2 separate regions of the Mus musculus genome follow, and region 1 is linked to region 2. Evidence: chromatin contacts called from public Hi-C data. All regions are on one chromosome and are shown on one strand. Each heading gives the region's core, a stretch centred on a gene start, on an enhancer-like site or on the middle of the called end of the contact. The rest is flanking DNA. Distances are from core to core; before and after follow the strand shown. Region 1 overlaps Lrmda (leucine rich melanocyte differentiation associated). Region 2 overlaps Lrmda (leucine rich melanocyte differentiation associated).

Region 1 (5,795 bases), core at 1,024-3,523, 930 kb before region 2:
TAAACTTGCCTGGTAATTTTCCTTTGAGAAGGTGCCAGTTATGCACAGTTCTGTTTTGACAGTTTAACTCCTTACTTGCTTCTTAAATACCAAGTCAAATATTTTCTGTTCTTAATATTCTCCTTTCTACTTTCAGAAGAGTATGACTTCATTCCCATGTAATATTCCTCTACCGGCTTTTGCAAACTATGAATATAGTCCAGTGACGTCTTATCTTTTCTGCCATCATTTAGTGGTAAGAGCCCCATTTCCCAGAGTAAATTTGTGTGTTGTTGAATTACAGCAGGAGAGGTTGAGCTGTCTGGGAAAGTTTGGTCACATTTTACCATGTTTATCTCTGGCTGATTTCATTTTATTTTTTTCATTATTTCTACCAAGGTTAATCCCACCCTATGAATTCGAGATCTTGGGATGTAAATCGCGGGTCAGTGTTTTTATCTATGACAAATCATATTAGATTCAAGGTTCCATTGATGCCAGTTCTTCCTCGGGCTGATTATTTCTACTGGCAATGCTTATCATAAATTAAAGGACAGCTTTTATTTGTTTCTTAGCACCTGGAGCCCAATGTGGACATTCTAGATGTAAAACAAGATTCAAGTTATGGGGTTATGACAGGATGCTTTCTGTAAACACAGTGAACACAGAGTCAGATCTCACAATATGGCCATTAATTCAAAGGTTAGGATGCAGACAAAGAGCCTCTCAGATTAAACTTAGAGAAATGTGTGCTTGGCCTCAGTGCTCAAACACTGAGATGGCCTGAAGGGTGGTTCATAACTATCCCTTGAGAGTCTAGATTGTGAAGCCTGCTCAGCCGGATGCTGGGCCATGTCAGGCCTCACCCTGTATCTGAAGGAAGCACAACACCAGGGGGAAAGGCTCTAACTGTAGTGAGGTGACTGTGACGGGCAAGCATCCTTGCCTCCAGACCAGGGAGGCTGGACAACTCAGGGTGAGAGTGAGCAGACAGGTTGACATGTCATAAAGCAGAGTCTGTAGGAAATATGCTCTGGGCTCCCAGGGCAGTTGAAATGAGGCTTGTCATCTTAGGAGGAAAAGGAGTTAGGAAAGGGAGGACAGGAGGACACACACACACACACACACACAAACACACACTTTTTCTACATAGCAAGACCAGTTTTCCCTTTGTGTATGCAAGTTTTAGACATCCTTGTCCATTGATCAGACGCCCAGGCACCATCCCTGCTGTCTCTCCTTGAGCCCACGGATATCATGGCCAGGTGAAAGATACTCCAGACCTTCTGAACCATCACAGAACATGTATCCACTAAGAATCCTAGTTAGGAGAGCCACTGGGCCTTTGCTCACATGTCCTTTCCAATTTGTTTGCAATATGAGCAGGCCCTCTATGAAAGACCCTCGGAGCCAGCATCTATCTCTCACCTCCACTCACAGAATTTTGATCAGAATGAGATATGGTAGAAATAAGAGACCAAATCTACTTTCCTTGCTTGAACAAGTCCCCTCCCTCTTCAGAAATAAGTTTGTAAATCTTGCTGGGCCAAGCTTTGTTTGTTTACTTATTTGCCTTTGCATTGTCAGTTCTGTTCTGTCCCAAATAAAAAATGAGAGCAGAGAACACCCTTCTTCCTGATGTCCGAAAGAGCAGTTTACTTACGCCCAGCTGTTAGCATTACTTTGTCCTTCCCTGAACTCTTTAGTCAGACACATAATGCTAAGTTCTGCTTTTATAGCTTATTTTTCAGGTGTATTATTTATTTGTTCAGTCTTCTTCACAGGCACAAGGGCCTCCCGAGAACTTCAAAGATCACCACCAACAGGACACTGGCTCATCCTTTGCTGCTTCTTCACGGAGGGCAAAAGGAGCTGTAGAGTGGGCCAGCAAGAGGGGCATAATGGATGTGAGAAGGGCTAGATTCCAAGGTGCACGCTAAGATGGGATGCAAATCAAGTGTAGTTCATCAGGTGCCTTTCCAGCAGCTCCTGGATGGATCTCACCCTGGCTGTCATTCAAAATGGACAGTGCTCATGTGGGAAGACTTCATGTTTCTGTTTCAAGAGAACGAAGAAATCTTTCAGAAAGGAGACAGGGGCCAGAGGGTGTGTGTGAGGAAAGTACAGAGGGGAAGAAGGGGGAAAGAGAGGGAAAGGGAGAGAGAAGTAGAGGGGTGAAAGAAAAGTAGAGGGAGGAAGGAAGGGAGACAGAGACAGAGACACAATCACACCCCCTCCACCACTCCCAATATCTCTGTATTTATCCTTTCCACTTCATCTTTTGAAGTCAGAATCGTAGCCACTAGAGGGCAGCATGCAGTTAGGAAACAGCCACGGCTTTCTTTAAATAAATAAGGGCAACTATTCAGGGAAGGCCATTAAAGCCACACTGTGCTTGTGGTCACCAATTACACGTTCTGTAATGATCAATATGTCATGTTTACCCAATCTGAGCTGAAGGCTATCTGGGACTGAGGCTACCAAAGGCCCCCCTCTCTATGACACATTTAGGTTCCTTCTGCCTCCGTTTCAGGGGACTAGTCTTCCTTACCAGCCATGGTTAGTTTTAGCTCAGGGCTTTGGTTTTGGATTTGTTTTTTGTTTTTAAATACTACCTGCACAAATATAAAGAAGCATGCAAACCAATAAAAACAGATCCTCTCTTAGAAAAAGGAAACAAAAAGCACTTGTACCATGGGCACTCCCCCAAAGAAAAGTGACATCCATTGGCGTGGAGTTACCATTCTCTGGGAGCATATTTTAAGTTATTTTTATTTTTTGACTCAAGTGACCATTGGGTCAATACACAGAAATCATGGCTGCTGCTTTTTTAAAGGCAGGTTTTTCTTGCTTAAAACCCAATGAGTGTCTTCCGTCCCTTCTCAGAATATCTAGTCCAGAGTCATCACTCACACTGAGAACAGCAACCGAGTGACCTCCCATACTCTAAGAGACATTGGTATGTGCAGCTTCCACAGATATTAAGCCCAACCTGGTTTTAAAGTCCAGGAAATGGCATTCTAAACTAAAATCACATGGAATGAAAATAATTGAGAGGATTCAACCCAAGATGACAAAAACCAGTTACTTGGTTCTTCTCCCTCCACCCCAAGTAACACAGCGCAGAGTGCAGCAGAAGCCCTAGCAAGCAGGACAGGGCTCCTGCCCTCTTTCTAGGCATTCTCTCAATGTAACAGTCGTGTGACAAAGCAGCCACAAAGGAAAGGTGGGGCCCAGTTAATTAATTAGATTATTATCTCATGATTAAGTGGAAACTTTGAGTTCTCTCTCACCCATAAAAGCAACAGTCTCACTAGATTTGCCAGAGTGGCTGCAGTTGAGGGTTACCAGTGAGGATGACACAATCAGGAAGTAAGATGGGGGTGGGGGTGGGGGTGGGAGAAGTGAATGCTACTCAGAAACACAGCATCCTTCCTCTGCACAGACTTCAGAAGGGTTCAGACAGCAGATTCACACACACACCACCAAGCCCAAGCTACATCTTAGGTGTTCAACAAATAATTTGTATAGACTGGTGATGGAAGTCAGAAGGCAGCCTCATCTGTCATTTTTTCAATTTATTCTATCTTTTAAGACAGCCTTTTGGGGGGGGGTTACAGATTACCCATTCAGCTACAGTGGGTTTCCAGGACTCTCTAGGCTGGGGTGATAAGTACATAGCAATATGCCTGGCTTTATCACGCATGCTTGTCTTAAGAGATGGAACATGACTCCTCAGGTTTGCTTCCCACTGAGACGTCTCCCCATATCTAAGTTGATATTTGTGGACTGAGCACAATGGCCTAAGGGTGCTTCGGAGCCCATACATTTGACATGCCAAAGAGTTGGGTGTCCTCTCCCTAGGAACTGGTTCTCCTTGACTTTCTCTCCATGGGGACCATCCCCAAAACTTCCAATTTAGTGGGTCTGAGTCTGGGACGAGAAATTTGTTTCTTTTGGAAAATTCCCAGATAATGTTGCAGAATGATCTTTAAGAAAGTCTGTTCTAGAACAACCTAAAGGCCCCTCCCCACCCTGCCCTTTTCTTTGGTAAAGTAAATGCCCTCATTTTTATTCATATTTAAAGTTAGAGACACAAAGAATCTGGCTAGTTGAAGATCTTACTGTATTGCACTCTAGTAAATAGAAGTTTTATTTGCTTCCCAAGAGCAGCCAGAAAACAAATGGCACCTAAAACAGATAAGTAATGACTGACTGAAGCGAGGGACAGCTCTTGTCTAGCACAGTATCAGGCCCTTAGTTCAAACTTCAGCACTGAAATAAGAAAAAAAAAAAGATGCACAATATTTGGACATTCAAGCTTTCTCCCATTTTGGGGTTTTATTTTAGTGGCATGCTGATTGCATTAACAGGAGAAGAAAGCAGAGAATGGGGTAGGACTGGGGGTGAGCCTGTAAAACATGATTTATGAAGTACAGAGCAGGGGGAATTGGGAAAACAGCTTTCCAGATATCTTTGCTCCTCCTCCAAGCTGCCAGGCCCCTCTATGAACACACCTGAGAAGTGGGGTTTCCTGGCAGAGTGTGAACAGGGGTGCTGGCTGTGCTCTTAAGAAGACATTCACATTTTGGTTTCAGATCTGTTCTCATCGAGGGCTAGCATCAAAAGGTGGAGGCAGGGCTTTCTCTACAGTTCTGTGTGCTTCCTTGGGCTGAAATTTATCCAAGGAGTTATTGAAAATAAACCCAGGTTTTTAGAAAAGAGGTCAGGGAGGGGCAGGATGGAACTCTCAGACGAAATTAAGCAAATGTAGTAACAACTGAGATTGTTGTAATTCAAGCCCCTAAAGGGCTTCCTCCCTGAGCACACTGACCCAAACTCCGTCTGCCCTCCATTAAAATCCAAGTGAACTGGTTCTCCATAGATGATATCATAATCTTTCTTAGTTCTAGGGTAGTCAAAATTGCCTCTCTCAAAGAAAAACAAAGAGGATCTGTTGATATTTGATCTAATTGAATGAAATTTACATTGTCTGTCTCTCCCTTCCTCTTACCCACCCCTCCCCCCTTCTTCATTCCTTCCTTTCTTCTTTCTCCCACCCCTGCCTCTAGCTCTCTCTGTCCAAAAGTGTGTGTCCAAAAGTCTACTGTTGCAGAATCACAATACTTGGACACTAACAAACTGTACTCCTGAATGTCTTCAACTACCCATCCTCCACCTTCTTGACACATGCTTTTATGTATGTGTGTATATATACATGCACACATGTGTGTACATCAAGACAAAGAAGCACACAAGAGCACTAGAAACTTTCTGGACCCTATTTCTTGCTCAAGATGAAAGCCTAGTAAATACAAAGTACATTAGAAAGGCCTTCATTAGGGTTAGCCTCATTAAAACTTAATGAAGTTACCAGTCTCCCCAGCAATCTTACGAAGGTTTTATTTTGTTTTGTTTTGTTTTTTGCCTGTCAATGGAGCAGTCCCAGGCAGAGAAACAGTAGTGACAGTAGGTGATGCCAGGTGTTATCTGTCCCTGGAATGTACTACTTTGATGACTTAAGATATCACCCCCTTGTTTTAGTTTGACTCTTATTTGTCTGGATTCACCCTGTGGTAAGTTAACATGCCTCCATACTGGAAAAACAAAGATTGCCTATTGTCCAGTATAGCCTAATAGAATACATCTGGCTCTGACAGTTTGATGCCCAGCTCTGAGCCACATTCAGTAACACAAATTAACAGCATAGACATTGCCCACGCTGAGCAGGAAGCAATAACCAGCTACCTGCTACTTGGCCAAAATCTCATTATAAGCCATTACGGTAATTGAGGGCCAAGACTGTGGATATTACA
Region 2 (5,310 bases), core at 1,643-4,142:
ATAGTAAAACTCTATAACAAAATAGTAAATGAATGGATGGATACATGAGTAAATAATTTAAACACAGGGAGATGTAGCTCTATGGTAGAGCACTTGACCAGCATGCATGAGGTACTGTATTCAATCCTCTATAGAGGAAAAAAAAAATCAAATTAAATTAAAAGTAATTCTAAACAGAATTAAAAAGTTTAAAGAATAGTCTTTGAAGGCAGTGGAGCGCACTAGGCCACACTGCTCAGTTCTTTCACCCACCACCTTACAAATGAAGAAACTTGAACTCTCAGAGCTCAGAAACAGTTCTAAAACCTAAACCCATGTGTGGAGTCACCTGGCACTGTGCCTGACACTGGTCAGCACTCAATAAATGTCCTCTCATTCCTCCTCTGGGGATCTAGAGTCTTTAAAGAAACTTCATGAACGATTCTGGCTTCCACCTTAAGATAATGCATTTCAGCACAAAAAACAACTCCAACCCAAAGCTTCCTCTGAGACGTCAACCCTTCCTTCCCCACAGACTGCGCATGGCTGACAAAGGAGAATTTTTGTGAGCTCCTCGGTCCTCCCAGGCCACCCTTCCAGAATCCAGAGTGCAGATTGGAACGCTAGCAACAAATCCTTCCTATGTTTCAAACGCGTTCAGCTTTGCCTGCCCACTGGGCTGGGATTGTAGACTTTGACTCAGGACTTGGAATCAGGAGTTCTGAGCCCTAATCTCAACGTTGCTTCTAGCAGGCTGGCCTCATTTGAGGTTAGTAACGACTCCCTCCTCTCTGGATCTGTTTCTGTAGCCATTCCCCTGAAATACCCAATAAGGAAAATCTGAACCCAGCTTCTCAGGTTCCCATCAAACTTATCCATCTATGAGTGTGTGAACACACACACAGACACACTCAGAGACACACAAAGAAACATATACACAGAGGCACACTCACACAGAAACACACACACCAAGAACCTGAGAATTAAGAATATAAGGTTGAGTTTTTACAGATCTCCTTGGCTCCCTTTTAAGATTGGTTCTTGGTGGGAAACTGTGTTATGAGAGACCCAAACTTTAAACATACCAGAAAGCACCAGTTACAGTGGGGAGGGGCACCCAGGGTCCCTATATCAGAATTAGTCAGTTTCTGTCACCAACAGAGTGAAAATCCAGAAGTACTATAGATCATCAGGGACACTTGAGCTTACAGTCATATTTCACAGACAAAATTACATTCCAGGAAGAGAGATGGGGGAAGGGAGCGGAGATGGAGGGAGGGAAAGCCACATAAAAGTTCTGAAATATATCAATGTCCAAAAATGGATAGGGGAGGGGAATAAAAAGAAACCTTTGAGGAGTGTAAAAACCATGAAATAAAATATCTATCTTATTTCAGGGTCCTGGAGTAAATAATATTTCTGATGCTCCCAAAGAGAGTCAAATGCAGCCAGCAAAACAAACACAAATACAAATAAATACTGGGCAAGTGAATTAGGGAAGGTACACAGAGGAATTTCAAACTAGGATGAAGGTTTGATTCGGAAACGAGTTCCTGCCTTCTGCCTCCTACACGCCCCTCATTCTTTTCTTCGTGAAGTAAAATCCATTATTTTGAAAACACCATTTGAAATCCTCAAGAAAGAGCAAAACACAGTATTGTGGTATTCCAAAGTAATATCTCTTGTTTATAACCATATAAATTTAGCCCCTGGCACTACAGGGCTTATATAATAGAATAGAGTTATTTTAACAGGGGCCTGTTTAAGAGGCAGCAAAATGCTCGGCTCATTTTCTCCAGTGGGAGGGACACAGCCTCATGTGAGGGGGAGAACATGCCGAAGTCATTACCTCGGGAAGGCCATCCGTCAAAGCCGGGTCGCTCTGGCATGGCCAGCACCTCTGGTGAGATCAGAGAGGCGCCTCTGCTTGCAATTACCAAAGAAGGGCCTTGGCTTTAGACAGCCTGCTATCAATTACGACCCTGGCCTCGCCGCTTGGACTTGTCAATTTCCCAGTGTCTTCTGTTTTGTAACAGTGAGCAAAGGGGGCTCCTCCTGACTGATTCTTGGAAGTTCCTCGTGTGTTGTGTCACTCCTCGGTGTCATTAACAATTCAATTAAAATTTCACAGCACACAAGGCAGGCAGTGCTGGACAGAGGCTGAAAGGGCCTGGCCCAGGAGGTTCCAGAAAGACCTGCAGTGGGGCCATGTCCGATCACACCGACCCAATCTTGAGATGTTTTTCACTTCTCAAGTCAGGCTTACATGTGTCTCCCATCTGACACAATGCTGGCTGTCATCCTGGCAAGAAAACACGTTTGATGTTCTCACCCCATGAGGGAGGGGGGGTGCACTGATGGAACGGAATTTCAGGCCAACTAGAAACAAAAATCTAATATTATGACACTCGACATTCGGGCTCTGCAATGGATAACTCTTGAGTACTCTCAACCGGCTCTCTTTATCTTTGGCATATTCTAGAAGCTTCTGTTTTCTAAATTTGTCTTTGGGCTGTGGTGGTTGTTTGAGCCCTTGCCTTTTCTTGCTCCTTGGAGCCCAGATGTCCAGAAGAACTGAGGCAGGCAGTGTGTAAATCACAGTTAAATGATTTGGGTAGGTAGCGGATGGAGACAGAATAACCAAAAACCAGAAAGACTTACTCCTGTCGTTATTAACTCTCTGGAAGCGCAAACACCCCTTTGTCTGGCTGAGGGATGGAACAACACATGCTCAAGTGTTTTAAGGGTCCCGAGGGTTCAGGGCAAAATCAAAAAAAAAAAAAAGAAAAAAAAAAAAAAGAAAAACCTTTCAGGCTTAAGACTTCTGAGGCAGCTTTCTCTCTAACCCTCTCAATGAGTTTAGTCATGCAGGGAAAGATTCTTTAAACTTACCAAAGACTTTGTTTAATGCCCAAGAAAATGCAGACTGTCAGGGCCCTTTGTCGGGATTTGGTGGCTTAAGTCCATTCCCCAATACACTGGGACCCTCCACCTTCATTCTCGGGCTTCCTTTTGACATCAAGTGCTGGATAATTGTCTGATTTCCTTCTAGGTAAAGGGAGATTAAATGCCCGGCTGCAACAACTGACACACAAAAGGGAAAGTATAGTTTAGCCACCATATTTATCAAGATAATTTTTTTTCCACATGCTGATTAATAACATTAGCCAACATCCCCTTTGGCTTGGGGTGGGGGTGGGGAGAGAGAGAAGCTGGGGACAGACATGTCCCCCTCAGAGTATCAGAGTTGACAGTTCAAGGCAAAAAATGATTTGCATGTAAATTCTGATCAAAAGCAAGTCTGCACCCTGAAGTTGTCAAGTTTAGCTACCAATTTGACACGTAAATGGGCTATAGCAAAACTTGATTTAAACTGAAGAGGGAGAAAACATGGCAACTCAATTACCCCTAGCAGATCGGATCTGGCAGCTGGGGTCAAACTTTTCACCCTGTTGCATTTCTCAATACCTGATGCTTTAAACAAACACTATGTATTCCTCCTCCGATCCTGGAGGAAAATGCGTTTCTCAGGGCTCCCTACTGTGGCCCAGATTAAAAAATAAAGTTTCACTTGTGTGGGATCTGGAGCCATTTTCCTCATGTAAATTTCAGAATAAATCAGGACTTAAGAAATGGCCTTTTGCGCTAAACAAAAAAAAAAAAAAAAGGAAGAAGAAAAATGTCTCTGATAAAAAAAAAGGTGGGGAAAGAAAATGGGAGAGTGAGGAAGGGAGCATCATGGGGGAGATTTGTGATGTACTAAAAGATGATTTAAAATCAAATATCCCCATAGCATTAGAGGCAAAACACTGACTTGTTTTTAGTTTGCTTTTAATATATTCCATAGTTGAGCTTAGACTGAACAGCTAACAACTCAGTGGGGAGAAAAACAAATACCTAATTCTAAATCAGCTCCAAATTTATAAGGGACAAAGGTCCTAGTAAGGTCTGGGGGACAAAGACACACAAACAGGAAAGATCTAGGCTCACCACCCAGCTGGGGTTTGCAGACAGCCAAGCCTGGGCTAATGAAGCCCCAAGAAGACTTCTCATTCCTGCAAGTACCATTTAGGCCAACTGCCCACCAAGACTCTTCTAAGTGGCCTAAATCCAAAATTACTTTGAGTTGGTTTTAAGCTCATTCTATAAAAGCAAGGAGTTGATTGACTCTGAATTCACCCCTAATTTCTAGAACCAAGAATGAGCAACCAGGGGGGAAAGTGTCCCACTTATTTAACCAACAAATATATTAAATATGTGTTGAGTTCAAGCCCTGCGCTAAACACAGTAATATCAAATATAAGTACTATCTGCTTCTATCCAAAAAGACAATCCAAGGTACAGCTAGCTAATCACAAGAGCCTGGGGAGACAGAGACAGAGCACGTACATGCAAACAGCATGGCTGGGGAGTCGCTGGAAAGGAAGCAGAAGTATTCAATCCTCTCTGCTGATGGGGGGGCATCATTGATCTTGGCATCTAGCAAACAGTGGCACAGGGATGCCAAGAAGGGAGAAAGATGTTTCTACAGGAGCCAGCAAGGGGAAAAATGAGACTGTCAGTTTGGCTTGGTGCTGGGGAGATGGAAGACAGTATGTGCAATCAAGCCTCCTATGGCCACACACAGGACAAATACCAGAACCATATTCTCTTATAGGTGTCCTCCTATATACCACCTATACCAACCTCCAAACTTGAAACCCTCTCCTGATGGGTCCATCGATAGCCTTCCTGCACATCCTGCATCATGCAAAACCCATTCTGGCCCCAGGGCCTTTGCACTTGCTCTGTGCAGTTTGGTACCTTCTATCAAGTCCCCAAAGTCTTGCTCAGTTCAAGCATCAAACCTAACAGCTCCCTGCTGAACAGCTTTTCCCCAGAGCTCGGACCCAGGATATCTTCATCTAAAGTCACTCTCATAACAGCTCCTCTGAAACACCAATGCATATGCTCTGCTTAATTTTCCTCAGGCCTGTGTGGCTACCTGAAATTGCATTGTCTGGGCTCACTACCCCACCCTCTGCCCCCTTTCTCACGAGGATAGAAGCCACAGGAAAATCAGAGCTGTAATGCCCAGTTTCTAGGAAAGATTGCAGGTATTCGATAAGTATACTGTGGCCATATTAATACCCATTAAGACACAAGATGCCGTTAAGCTAATTATCCTGAAATTAATAAAGAAAATTAAGGCCCAAAGCCAAATTCACCACACATCTTTACTTCTAAACAGCCTTTGCATCAAGACCAAATAATTCTAGAAGGATGCATACAAATGGCACATTTATTTCAAATGGAAATAGCCAGAGGGGCAAGATCGCCATTGACCATTTA

The links. A called contact is a pair of places that touch in the nucleus more often than the background predicts.
Region 1: a contact with region 2 is called in a Hi-C map of cranial neural crest, with 3 times the contacts expected there. The contact joins two enhancer-like sites. A contact is called at or near these places in 4 of 484 Hi-C or Micro-C datasets (cranial neural crest, nephron progenitors and uterus) and 2 of 9 other capture datasets (embryonic tail and embryonic trunk).

Annotation. Positions count from the first base shown.
Region 1 is chr14:23,043,074-23,048,868 of GRCm38.p6, reverse strand. The region is part of intron 6 of Lrmda (leucine rich melanocyte differentiation associated); the gene reads right to left. The region is part of intron 2 of Gm10248 (predicted gene 10248); the gene reads left to right. Among named protein-coding and RNA genes, the nearest start is that of Gm10248, 49 kb to the left of the region's middle. Within about 2 kb of position 2,273, at least 19 of the 459 cell types and tissues checked have an H3K27ac peak or open chromatin away from gene starts, as enhancers often do.
Region 2 is chr14:22,111,768-22,117,077 of GRCm38.p6, reverse strand. The region is part of intron 2 of Lrmda (leucine rich melanocyte differentiation associated); the gene reads right to left. Among named protein-coding and RNA genes, the nearest start is that of Gm41107, 83 kb to the right of the region's middle. RefSeq lists an enhancer at 1,127-3,863. Within about 2 kb of position 2,892, at least 40 of the 459 cell types and tissues checked have an H3K27ac peak or open chromatin away from gene starts, as enhancers often do.